4 separate regions of the Mus musculus genome follow, and regions 2, 3 and 4 are each linked to region 1. Evidence: chromatin contacts called from public ChIA-PET and promoter capture Hi-C data. All regions are on one chromosome and are shown on one strand. Each heading gives the region's core, a stretch centred on a gene start, on an enhancer-like site or on the middle of the called end of the contact. The rest is flanking DNA. Distances are from core to core; before and after follow the strand shown. Region 1 overlaps Setd5 (SET domain containing 5). Region 2 holds the start of Ttll3 (tubulin tyrosine ligase-like family, member 3). Region 3 holds the start of Ogg1 (8-oxoguanine DNA-glycosylase 1). Region 4 holds the start of Brpf1 (bromodomain and PHD finger containing, 1).

What was found. Promoter capture Hi-C pulls out the DNA fragments that hold promoters and counts their contacts. ChIA-PET counts read pairs in DNA pulled down with a chosen protein or histone mark.
Region 2: an RNA polymerase II ChIA-PET map of memory CD8 T cells shows a contact between it and region 1, with 35 read pairs. The contact joins the promoter of Ttll3 here to the enhancer-like site in region 1. A contact is called at or near these places in 12 of 39 promoter capture datasets (the 3T3-L1 cell line, 3T3-L1-derived adipocytes, the C10 cell line and 7 more), 3 of 484 Hi-C or Micro-C datasets (Th1 cells, centrocytes and nephron progenitors), 7 of 115 datasets of contacts at active chromatin or transcription factors (the 230-238 cell line, T-cell acute lymphoblastic leukemia, effector CD8 T cells and 4 more) and 4 of 9 other capture datasets (adipose tissue, embryonic stem cells, liver and 1 more).
Region 3: a promoter capture Hi-C map of liver shows a contact between it and region 1. The contact joins the promoter of Ogg1 here to the enhancer-like site in region 1. A contact is called at or near these places in 20 of 39 promoter capture datasets (the 3T3-L1 cell line, 3T3-L1-derived adipocytes, the C10 cell line and 11 more), 19 of 484 Hi-C or Micro-C datasets (the AML12 cell line, the C2C12 cell line, the G1E-ER4 cell line and 9 more), 4 of 115 datasets of contacts at active chromatin or transcription factors (the 230-238 cell line, bone marrow-derived macrophages, effector CD8 T cells and 1 more) and 4 of 9 other capture datasets (adipose tissue, embryonic stem cells, liver and 1 more).
Region 4: a contact with region 1 is called in an RNA polymerase II ChIA-PET map of memory CD8 T cells, with 257 read pairs. The contact joins the promoter of Brpf1 here to the enhancer-like site in region 1. A contact is called at or near these places in 19 of 39 promoter capture datasets (the 3T3-L1 cell line, 3T3-L1-derived adipocytes, the C10 cell line and 13 more), 1 of 15 datasets of contacts at CTCF or cohesin (the NIH/3T3 cell line), 18 of 484 Hi-C or Micro-C datasets (the AML12 cell line, the C2C12 cell line, the G1E-ER4 cell line and 10 more), 13 of 115 datasets of contacts at active chromatin or transcription factors (the 230-238 cell line, the NIH/3T3 cell line, the SCID.adh cell line and 9 more) and 4 of 9 other capture datasets (adipose tissue, embryonic stem cells, liver and 1 more).

Annotation. Positions count from the first base shown.
Region 1 is chr6:113,140,422-113,143,319 of GRCm38.p6, forward strand. The region is part of intron 17 of Setd5 (SET domain containing 5); the gene reads left to right. Among named protein-coding and RNA genes, the nearest start is that of Lhfpl4, 54 kb to the right of the region's middle. Within about 2 kb of position 1,455, at least 27 of the 459 cell types and tissues checked have an H3K27ac peak or open chromatin away from gene starts, as enhancers often do. A contact at or near this core is called in extraembryonic ectoderm, liver, memory CD8 T cells and 1 more, where this site is marked.
Region 2 is chr6:113,391,076-113,393,973 of GRCm38.p6, forward strand. It overlaps Ttll3 (tubulin tyrosine ligase-like family, member 3), which reads left to right and starts at 1,388. Exons shown (of 13, transcript NM_133923.7): 1 at 1,388-1,821; 2 at 2,028-2,119. The coding sequence starts at 1,422.
Region 3 is chr6:113,325,493-113,328,390 of GRCm38.p6, forward strand. It overlaps Ogg1 (8-oxoguanine DNA-glycosylase 1), which reads left to right and starts at 1,484. Exons shown (of 7, transcript NM_010957.4): 1 at 1,484-1,870; 2 at 2,873-2,898. The coding sequence starts at 1,734.
Region 4 is chr6:113,305,645-113,308,542 of GRCm38.p6, forward strand. It overlaps Brpf1 (bromodomain and PHD finger containing, 1), which reads left to right and starts at 1,493. Exons shown (of 13, transcript NM_030178.2): 1 at 1,493-1,693.

The sequences.
Region 1 (2,898 bases), core at 205-2,704:
GTTTGAGCCCACTCTGAGCTACATTAGCAAGACCCTGTCTTTTAAAAGGAAAGAATATATTGAAAGATGATATAATACAAATTTTATTTCCATATTGTTTTTTAAACATAAAATTATTATTTGAAAGAAGAAAATGTTGAAATAAACTTGTCTGTTAAACGTTAAAAAGAGCTGGGCGTGGTGGCGCACACCTTTAATTCCAGCACTCGGGAGGCAGAGACAGGTGGATTTCTGAGTTCAAGGCCAGCCAGGGCTACACAGAGAAACCCTGTCTCAAAAAACCAAAACAAAACCAAAAAAAGCTAAAAAAAAAATATTAAAATGCAGGCTAGAGTGATGACTGCCATTAAGAGCACTGGCCATTCTTTCAGAGAACCCAATTTTTAATTCCCATAACACCCATATGGTTCCTCACAGCTATCTGTTACTCTAGTCTCTAGGGATTTAATGCCCTCTTCTGACATTTCCTGGCATTGTGTGCATGTTTTACACAGGCACACAGGAAGGCAAACCACTTGTACACCTAAAGTAAAAATAGTATTTTTAAAAATTTGTGAAAAATAAAGTAGCAGTGAAATATCAATAAGTGTCAGGAGTAAAACCAGCTCCAAGTGGAAAGGAAAAACCTTGAATAAGAAGCGTGTTCATATCTAGAACTGAGGGGATGAGGTACACAGTCACAGAGAAGGAGGGGAAAGAATCTAGAAGAAGGAAAACAAGAGCCCTGTGCTTTGTACACCCAGCACCCTCCCCATTCTAAAACATTGCTATCCACCTTGTTTTGCTGAAGCAGCTCCATTTATATATCCTAGCATAGCATAGCCCACGTCTGTTTTCTGGGCCTCAGTTGTTGATAGTCTGTATATTGAGAACTTTCCCTTTTCCCCAGTGCCTGGTACAGAGTCCTTGTCATAGCTGCTATCATCACTTTCATGTTACCCTTCACACCATCACCTCAAGAGCTCACTCTCCAGTTCCCATGTGTTAGAGAGGTATTACCTCAGCAAAATGTTCTGTCCTATGAAAGTCACAGAAAAAATACACATATACATGGTATTGGGGTGGGAGGGTGCTTTGTTTGTTTTGTGATCCAGTAAGTACAATGGATTTTTAACTCTGTTAGATGTGTGCAGGTGTATAACAGTCACTTGAGAGGAACTGATCATAGTTCACAGGTATACCCCTAAAGCTAGTAAGAGAATAAAGAAAAGAAAGATTATAATCAGAGGAAGTATGGGGTGAAGAAACAGAGTTCCTCTAGGAAGAATAAGGAGTAGGTTGTGCCCCACCATAAGAAACACTGTGAGCCCTCTAAAATGATTCACCTAATTCTTTCCTGAGTTCTAATTGAGGTGTTCATTGATAGCATGAAACATTATAAGTCCTTTCTAAGGTACCAGGAAGCATTTAGCTGAACTAACCACTTTGTGGAAGTGAGTTCTGCAGTTAAACATTTACCATATGCATAAACATTAACCATCCTCACCACCAAATCCCTCCCTAAAAAGTGTGGCAAACAGCCATGCTTATCGTTACTTTCTGTTTTGCTTCTTGACTCTGAGAAGATAAATAACAAGATACTTTTTCCTCCTCTAGAACATCTCCTCCCCTGAGGGTTCCCCTGCACATAGGCCTAAGCCCCTGTCACCAGAGGTAGTTACCATACCATCTCAATCACATGCAGGCTGAGAGTGAGTGCACAAGGGTGGTCCTGAATTGGGGGGTGAGGGGGCTGGACTGGAGGGTGGCCTCTCATTCACAGCAAATAGAGTGGATCTTATATAAAAACTGACTGCACAGGACCGTGGGGAAATGAGTAGCTGTTTTTATGTTGTGGGGTTGCTTTTGTTGTCATTTGGGAGAAGGAATGGCTGAAGAGTTTCATTAAAGAGAATCTTCAGAGGATGTAGATTCTATGTGCATGAGAGCATTGTTAGAGAAAGTCATGAATAACATCCTCCTGTTAACAAGGAAACTGGAGTTGGTCGACACTGTCTCAGTATCATGTCAGCAATGTATAATTGGGGTTAAACTGACAGCTCACACGGCTGGGTGTCTGGGCTTTGGGTGACAGATGAGCAGCTTCCTTTAGGGAATCCAGCGTTCTCTGGCTTTCCTTCATTTCCTCTGGAGTGCCTAGTTGGGTGTAAGTATGTAAGGAAGCTTAAGCCCAAGCTCTGGGTTACAAACCTTCTCTTGTGCAGAGGCTGGGATACAGTTTGTGTGCAGTGATTTATACCTCTTAGGATACCAATTTCAGTACTTTGCTAAGAAACCCTCCTACCCTAAAGATCCAAAATCATGATTTCAGTGTTAGCAGTTATAATAAGCTTTAGACATGTAATTAATTATTAACCCTATAAATCTACATGGAGCTTTTTTTCTCTGTACCTTTTCAAAATTAACTGGCCTTTAGTCTCACTTTCCAAAATAATTAGGGCCCTACTCCCTGACTAATCACCAAATTCTCAGTCAGTAGGATATTCTGTAGATCATCATGAAACTGAAAAGATTATATTCCACTAGTTTATTGTTAACTTCCTGAGTATTGTGAGTCCATCTTGTTGGGAAAGTATAGATTGCTCTGTCTTGGGTTGCTAAAGATTCAATATTAGAAAGGCTTTGATAACTGATCTGTCTAGTTAAGGGAATGTTGGTGTTAAGCGATACAGATAAGCAGTAATGGGTCGGTTTTATCACTGGTGCATTTCAGCCTTTGATATGCTTTTTGGCGGTAGGCTTTAGCAGTTCTTTGATAGATTGATAGACAGCAGAGGACACGGAATTGAACAGACAGAATGTTGCATGAGAAACATAATCCAAGGTACAAGTAAATAAGGAATGGATTCGTTGCAACCTTTAATGCTATTCTCCTAGTGAGTAATTTACCATGCTTGG
Region 2 (2,898 bases), core at 138-2,637, 250 kb after region 1:
CTAAAACTCCATTTGATGCTTCTGAGCCTCCTTCCCCCCCAACACACACACAGCAAGCTCAAGTGGCTGAACATGTAGCTCAGTTGCTAGACTGCCATGAATTCTATCCCAACACAGGCATGGGCGCAGTCTAGTTGAAAGTCTGCCTAGGGTAAATGAGACCCTGTCTCAAAGGTGTTGGAATCAGAACTCTGGACTGGGCTTGGCTGTGCTGAGACAAGTTTTGTACTGACTTGGAGTCCTGATGTTTACATTTTCTGTGAGTTCCTTGGTCACTTACAGACTTGGCCAGAGTGAAGCATAACTTCTGCGTCTTTCCATTTCTTCAGTTGGTAAAAGTGATTTATTTTTACTTTTTCCAGTTAGTGGAAGAGGCGGAATGTGCTCTGACCCTTATCTTTGTCATCCTATACACAACCTTGGCTTTATTATTTATCCCCAAAGACTTTACGCCACCTGCAGCCAGGCCTGCAAGGCTTATCTGCTGCCCTTACCAGGTCCAAGCCTCACCAGCTGCCTTTAATTTCTCCAAGAAAGATTCCCAGCCTCTAGTTGGCATGATGGTACACACCTTTAATCCCAGTAGAGACAGGCAAATCTCTCTACAGACTGAGTTCCTGGACAGATGAGACTACAGAGAGATCTTGTTTTGAAAACTAAAAAGAAAAAGATCCTTCGCCACTATGGGGCAGTTGCTGAGACTCTATAAACATTCACTGCTAGAATGTGCTTCCATCTCTTTCCTTGGTGGTTCCTATCGCCTTTGCATTTCTGCCTTCAGCTTAACTGAGAGGATATGCCTGACTACCTTACCTTCAAGAAGACCTTTCCCAGTTTCAGCTCACTGCTTTTCCCCTGTGCTTAAACCAACACCTTTTCTTTTCTTTTCTTTTCTTTTCTTTTCGAGACAGGGTTTCCCTGTATAGCCTTGGCTGTCCTGGAACTTACTTTGTAGACCAGGCTGGCCTCGAACTCAGAAATCCACCTGCCTCTGCCTCCCAAGTGCTGGGATTAAAGGCGTGCACCACCACCGCCCGACTTTTTATTTCTTTTGCTGGCTTTCTCCACACTCTGTAAGCTCTGTGAGATTGGGGTCCACTTGACAGCCCTTACCCCGGAGCCTCAGTGTGTGAGCCAAAGCACAGATAAGGAGCTCTGATGGTTTGCCCGAGTGCTTGGTTCTTCCATCCTCAGTGCCTGGCAAATCAAGAGTATGTGGCAAGTAAGGTCCAGAGCCAAGATCACTACGAAAAAAACCTTATTCGACTTCCCTAAGGCCACCACGCAGCTATCGAGGCCTCCACAGAGTCTGATTGTGCCTGGGCAACAGTCTCCTAGGAGACGGGAAACAAGAGGACGGGGCCCGAGAGGGCGCCAGGGCTGAGGCGCACTGTGGGGCACTGCGAGCTGGCTAAAGGCGCATGCAGGGTGTCAGCTCGGCGCTTCTCCTGAGCGCGGGGCAGCTGGGGCCCGGGGCCGCCTGGTACCGCCAGGAGGGCAGCTCCGAGTGTAGCTGGCTCCGGAGGTCGCAGCCATCCGAGCTCCGCACCAATTTCTCGTCCCGCTGGCCCTGGCCGCGCAACTCCGAGTCCCGGCGGTCTGAGAGGCTACAATGGCCTGGTCCCGCCTCCGCCAAGCCGGAGGTGGCGAGCTGTGGCGACAGCCGTCGGGATTACAGCTCATTGCCTGCGCGCCACCTAAGCAGCGCTCGCGAGTCGTCCATGCCCGGTGCTCTGGGCACTGTGAACCCCCAACCCGTCCGCACCCTGGTCCCCCCGACCCTGGATGAGCCCCTTCCTGATGCCCTACGGCCGCCTGATGGTGAGGCGCAGAGTGGCCCACCACCCCTGACACCCTATCGGCTTCAGGCAGAGGCCGCGAGGGTGGAAGGGATGGGGAATCTGCAATGCATTGGAGGTTGGGCGTCTGGATATAGGGTGGGGACAAGGGAGGGCGGGCACCTGAAGTCAGAGAAGTCCCTGGGCCAAGCCTCTAGCTTTGTGTTCCTGCTCTGCATCTCTCTGCAGATTCCCTACTCCTCTGGCGAGGACTCACCAAGGGACCTAACCACATGGGCCGACTCAGAAACGCCAAAATCCACGTAGAGAGAGCCGTCAAGGTTGGAGGGGATGGAGTGGTGGTGGTGGTGGTGGTGGCGGCGGCTACACTTACTAGTTTGTCATATCCTTAAAAAATAAATCCATAAAAGACAAACACCCACACACCCCTCTGCATTTGTATGCTTCTGTAAGTGACCCCCACCTCCATCCTCAGCCTTTCCTCAGAGCCATAGTCTTGGCTGAATTGTCACTACTCGGGGATCTTCTCCCTATCTCCCTCAGCCCCTTTCCCTGCCTTCTATCCCATTCCCACTGAGAAATTACTATCATCTTCTACCCTGGTGCCCAGCCAAGTCCTTGAAACCATTAAACTGCTTTCTCCTATTGGAATATTTATTACCTTGTGTTACAAATGGGCCCCACATCCCACCCCTGGCTGAATGGCTGGCTGGCTGGCCACACTGGTTTCCCTTGCTTGCTCCTTGGTCTCTGCCTCTTAAGATTTTCCAGATGTTCATGATCCCCTGGGTCCCTCTCCACAGGCCTCTCTCCTTGAGCTTGGGAGTCCAAGGTCACACTATGCCCTGTACTACTCTTTTTTTGCCTCCAACCCCCTCTGCTCTCCAACCCTGGAGATCCAGCCATCGGTTGGATGTCTCAACCCAGACAGCATGCAACCAGAAATCCATTCTTCCAGTCTCTTCCATCCATCAGCAGACTTATCCAACATCCACACCTCCAAAATTAGTCTCAGGACTAGCACCTCCTCCCCAGTGTTCAGGGTTCCCCCTTCATTCTGACTCCTGCAGTCCTTCAGACCATGGCAGCCTTCTGAGCC
Region 3 (2,898 bases), core at 234-2,733, 190 kb after region 1:
CTTCAAGTCCTTTGTTAGGACTGTAGCTGAAGGGCTTCAGACACTTCAGTTGAAAACAAAGTAGGTGTGTACCAGCCTGTTAATGCACATGCAACCTTGGCGTTTTTCCTAACTTAAAGTCTTGTTGGAGAGAATGCCTTCTCAGTGCCAGGCACCTGTAAGGTGACATGCCTTTAGATGAGGTAATCACAGTAAAACATGGATGCTGAGAGCCTTACAGCTACTGCTTAATGAAACTGAGACAAAAGACCCAGTTTGTTTGATGTTGGTTAATAGTGTTCTAGCAGGTGTGCTGTGCCTTTCTGTAGACACACACACACACACACTAATCAGCATCCAGCCCTGCCCTTGAGTCTGTAGTCCAATAATTTAGGCACAACCCGAAAATTTCTCTGCTTGATGGAAAATGCCCTAGTGTGTCAAACTAGTGTCCGAAGTTCATGTTTCTTTCTTTCTTTTTTTCTTTTCTTTTTTTGTTTGTTTTTGGAGACAGGGTTTCTCTGTGTTGCCCTGGCTGTCCTAGAACTCACTCTGTAGACCAGGCTGGCCTCAAACTCAGAAATCTGCCTGCCTCTGCCTCCCAAAGTGCTGGGATTAAAGTCATGCGCCATAACTGCCCGGCTGAAGTTCATATTTCTTAGCCTAAGCATTCTTTTTTTGTCTTAAAAAATTATAAATGATATAGTCCTTTTTGGAACAAGGTGGCTGGTGCTGGTTGTGTTGGTCCCTTAGGCTGCCTAGAGCCACACACTGGCATTTGGACGGAGTGAACTCCAAAGAAAGCCCATCTCTCCACGCTCGGACTGGAGCGGGTAGCTGTGCCGCAGGCTGTAGCCAGGGCGAGCAAACCTGAGACTGGCCTCTGAAGCCTGGGAAGCCCGAGATGGCGCATTCGGGGCCTCCTGACAAGACGTGGAGGGGACAGCGCTGAAAAATCACTGCCTCAGAAGAGGCTCGGTGGAGAAAGGCTTGAGCAGGGGAGGATGAGATTCTTTCGGTTTATTTCTTGAGACAGAGTCTCGCCATGAAGCCCAGCCTAGTTAAGCTTCAAACGTGCCTCCCGCCTCTGCCTACCGAGTTCTGGGACGACCGGTGTGTACCACTACGCCCCGCAATGATGTGGCTCCAGTGCGGGCCAGCACGAGAAGTTGCAGGCAGGCCCTGAGATTGCACCGAAAGCCCTGAAATGGCAGAGCCGGGTCTCTGGCAGCCAATCGCCAAGCAGCGAGGCCAGCAGGCCAACCGCTCCCACCTCACAGGCCCGCCCACTCCGGCACTCCCGAGTTCTCATTGGTGCTTCGTACTTTCTTCTCGGATTGGCTACCTCTAGGGTCAAATAAGCGGGAGCAAGGATCTACTTCCGGTGGGAGTAAACTGGGACCCGGAAGAACCATACTGGCGCGCCTTTCCAAACCTCGAGGGCTGCGCAGGAGGAGGAGGCGCGCGCCGGGAGGTCCTGGGGGCGGGGCCACGTCCGGAGGAAGAGGCGGGGCGTGCTGCACGGGAGAGCGGAGTGGGGCGTTTAGGGGTTTGGTGGTGTGCGAGAGGCTTTCCTACGAGGAGAGGGAAATTCATTCAACAGGGACTCAAATTAAAATTACACCGGACCCATAAGCTAGGACCCACGGTGCTACACTCCCGGTGTGTGTGGTCACTTGTGTGCGAGGCTTTAGGACTTGGGAAAGTCGAGTTCTGATTGGACAGTGCCGTAATGGGCTGGGGCTGCTAGCCGAATGTTATTCCGTTCCTGGCTGCCTAGCAGCATGAGACATCGCACCCTAAGCTCCAGCCCGGCCCTCTGGGCCTCTATCCCGTGTCCACGCTCTGAGCTGCGTCTGGACTTGGTTTTAGCTTCTGGACAGTCCTTCCGGTGAGTGACTGCACTTGGGAGGACTGTTCCCTAGGATGTTGACTTCTCAGTGCTGCCCACTCGGGATACAGAGAATGTTGGGAGCAATAGATGAGAGTACATTTTGGAGTCTAAGCACCGGTGGTTTGCCTTTTAACCTTCTTTAGGAAGTAGAGGTGATGACTGTGCAGGATTATGAGGACCATGCAATAAAAATCAGTGGGGGAAGCTGAGGGATGCACTCAGTAATAAGAGTGCTTGCTTTTCACGCACTTGGCTCTTGGTTCAATCCCCAGTACCGCTTCTTTTTTATTTTTAAGATGAAAACTACACCGGGGGTGGTGGCACACGCCTTTAATCCCAGCACTCGGGAGGCAGAGGCAGGTGGATTTCTGAGTTTGAGGCCAGCCTGGTCTACAAAGTGAGTTCCAGGACAGCCAGGGCTATACAGAGAAACCCTGTCTCGAAAAAACAAACAAACAAAAAGATGAAAACTAGCGGGGGGGGGGGGGGGGGCGGCTGGAGAGATGGCTCAGTGGTTAAGAGCACTGACTGCTCTTTTGGAGGTCCTGAGTTTAATTCCAAGCAACCATATGGTGGCTCACAACCATCCATAATGAGATCTGATGCCCTGTTCTGGTGTGTCTGAAGACAGGGACAGTGTCCTTACATATAAATAAATAAATAAATAAATAAATCTTAAAAAAGAAAGAAAGAAAGAAAACTAGCCGGGCAGTGGTGGCACATGCCTTTAATCCCAGCACTTGGCAGGCAGAGGCAGGCAGATTTCTGAGTTTGAGGCCAGCCTGGTCTACAGAGTGAGTTCCAGGTCAGCCAGGGCTACACAGAGAAACCCTGTCTCGGGGAAAAAGAAAGAAAAGAAAGAAAGAAAAAGAAAGAAGACATACCACTTTTATTTATAACTAATTAGTCAGTTTACAGGTGGGACATTTGTAAAACAGAAAGGACCTTAACGAGTTCAAGATGGGTAACGATGCTAGGGTTGTCTGTTGGGGTGCCCAGGTGGAAGGAGCAGAGCCCTGCTCACT
Region 4 (2,898 bases), core at 243-2,742, 170 kb after region 1:
TTGGTTGTTTTGTTTAGATAGGGTCTTGCTGTATGGCTCAGCCTGACCTGGAACTCATAAGCAGTTGGAGCAATCCTAATTCAATCCTCTTGAGTGCTGCGATTACTGGTTTATTCTGAATTTTCTGGATGAGTATAATAGCTTGTATTTTCTTTGTGCATGCGAATCTTATACAACAGACACTGTATTAGGCAATTTACAGTCTTCAACTCTCTTAATCCTTATCATAACCCCGGGACAGAGGGACTATATATTATCCCCATTTAATAATGAGAAACTCCGCTGCAATAAGCCATTTCTTTATAGAAACCACCGATTTTACGCCAGACCCCCCCTTTTGACCAGGAAACAACTTGGAGTGCTGGTTTTATTGGCATTTCTCGGGGGAAACGTGTCATAAGAAAACGTGCACTTTAGGGAGCTGAATACCAAGTCCGCATGAAAATAAACCGCGTTCTCAGTGACTCTAGCATCTTGGAAGACTATCATACTCTTCAGTGACAAAACTACAAGCACTGCTTGACAATGATGATCCCTGACATCCAAATTCTCTGAAACCCCCAGGAACTGACAGAATTTTCGAGTTCCAGGTTTACAATTGAAGAACCCAAAGAAGAATTTCCCACGATCACACTTGAGGTGTCAGTCATATTCAATGGGCTGTGTGTTTTGATACCGTCTTCCAATCAGCTACCGGTAACCTTGTAGTCCAGCGCTGCCAATCTGAGTCCTACAGTTTTACTGGAATGCACTGGAACCTCCCCAAACTCAGTTCCCTCATTAGGGCCACGCCTCGTCACCCTTCAGTCTCACATTTCAGCGGAAGCCCCGCCCCTTACGTTCCTAAGTCCCGCCCTTACCCTGCAGCACTGTGGTGCGCTTTCCCAGCTGTAGCTTCATCCCTAGTTTAGCTCCACCTTCCAGGCTTACCCAAAGCTCCGCCCTTCGTTACTTGGGCCCCTCGGGCCCACTCTTCCGGCTGCGGTCGTCGCATCAGGGCACCGCTTTCCCGCAGCTCCACCCCCTAAACACAAGCCCCTCCCGCGCCGGCCTAGTCTTCCCACGTCGCCCCGCCCCTGACCATATCTGCGGGCCTCTGCGGCTCCCTTGCGTTCGTCCGGCTCTAGGCCCTGCCCTCAACTCCGCCCCACCCGGCGCTCCCGCCCCGTTCCTCCCAGTCGCCTTCCTCGGAGACCAAGGCCAGGTCCCTACCGCAGCAGTCGCGCCAGCAGGAGGGAGGGAGCAGGCGGCGGCAGAGGGGGAGGGGAGAAGGGCGGGCTCCTCACGCCCAGCCTCGCGCTGCCTGTCCGTAGTCGCAGATTCGCCACAAACGGCCCGAGGACTCAGACTCCCCAAAACTGAGCTTTCGCTCGCCAGAAACTCCACTTAGAACATGGAGGCGCTTGCTGAGCCCTTTAAGGTGTCCAGAGATCTTTTTCAGACCGACAGGTTGGTCTCAAGCTCCTCAGTAGACCGGCGAGGAACCGTGGCGAAAGTGCGTCTATACAGCGCCACGGGACCACGTTTACCCTGGCGGACGCCGTCGCCGTCGCTGCTGCTGCCGCCGCTGCCACAGCCTTTGCCGCCACGGTCTCGCCGCTGCTGTTCCTGTGCCGCCTCCAGGAGCCCCCCCATTGTCCCGGCGGCACCGGGTTCCCAGGCCAGAAGATCCAAAAGCTCGGGAAACGCGAAGGTGCTTGCGGAATTGCGACGCTGGGGCACCGGCGGGACCAGGAGTGGCAGGGGTCAGCGCGGGAAGCCGGGGGAGCCGGGCCAGAGAGTGCGGGGCAGGAGCCGGGGCGGCCAGCTTCGCTTCCGAGAGTTCGGGTTTCCCCTTCTCGGCCCGTCTCTCATCGCCGGCCTCCCACACGGGGTTGGAGCCCCGGCGGGCGCCCCCGGCGATGAGCCCAGACTGGAGGTGGCCGGTGAGTACGGGCCGGGGCCGGGAGGTAGTGCCAGTGGAGAAGGGGCAGCCCTGGCGAGGCGCCTTAGGCTCCTCCTGAGCCCCTGGAGCAGGGAGAATTGACATGCCATTCGTTCGTGGGGAGCGTCCGCGGCAGCAGTGTTCCCTTTGAGGCTGCCTGGGCCAGAGGCAGAAGGGAAACCTTGTTTGACTTGTTACACTTTGACAAAAGGGAAGCGGCGCAGCATCCGGGAGATTGGGCTCTAGCCCCGCGGGCCTTGTCCCACCCCTTACCCCTTACTTCCTTCTGCTCCTGGAGTTCCCGGGAGTAGGTGCTTCCGCCATATCCAAGGGCCCCAGGGCTTTCAGAGCTAAGTTCTGGACACCTTCGTGCCTCTGACGCCAGGTCCCTTGGGGCACTGTGCTAGTTCGGGAACCAGGGCAGCAAAGCCAGAACGGCAGCGTTCACCAGGGACCCGGCTTGGAAAGTGTTGAGCTTGTTTGTACCTATAATTGGTTTTGTGTTTAAAGGCACAGCAGCAGGTAGGAAATAGAAGTGAGTTGGAATTGAATGTGTAGCTTGGCTGACTTGCTGTCGATAGATGGACGAGAGCTGCCCATTCTTGTAGTTAAGCCTCAGGAGAAGGAAGGAAAGGCTGAGAGTTAGTGTTTGTCAGGGAGGTTAGGCAGGCCCTGCATTGGTGGTCCTAGGCACTAGTTCAAACTAGTCCTGAGAGAAATTGGAGCGGTACCAGACTAAGCTGGGCTCCCTGGGGTTTGGTGCCATCTGCTGTCTCTACTCACCCAGAAACTGAGGTGGGGGAGGGTTAGCCTTTGAGAACCTTGGAACATAATGCCTAGATTTTTGTGATCATGTTTGTGTCCTGGCATTCAGTAGGCCCTGAGTTAATGTTGCATGAATCAGTAAATGAGGAAACCAAGTGTAGCCTGTGCCGTTTGTCCTGCGGAAATGACCATTTCACAAGGTTTCTCCC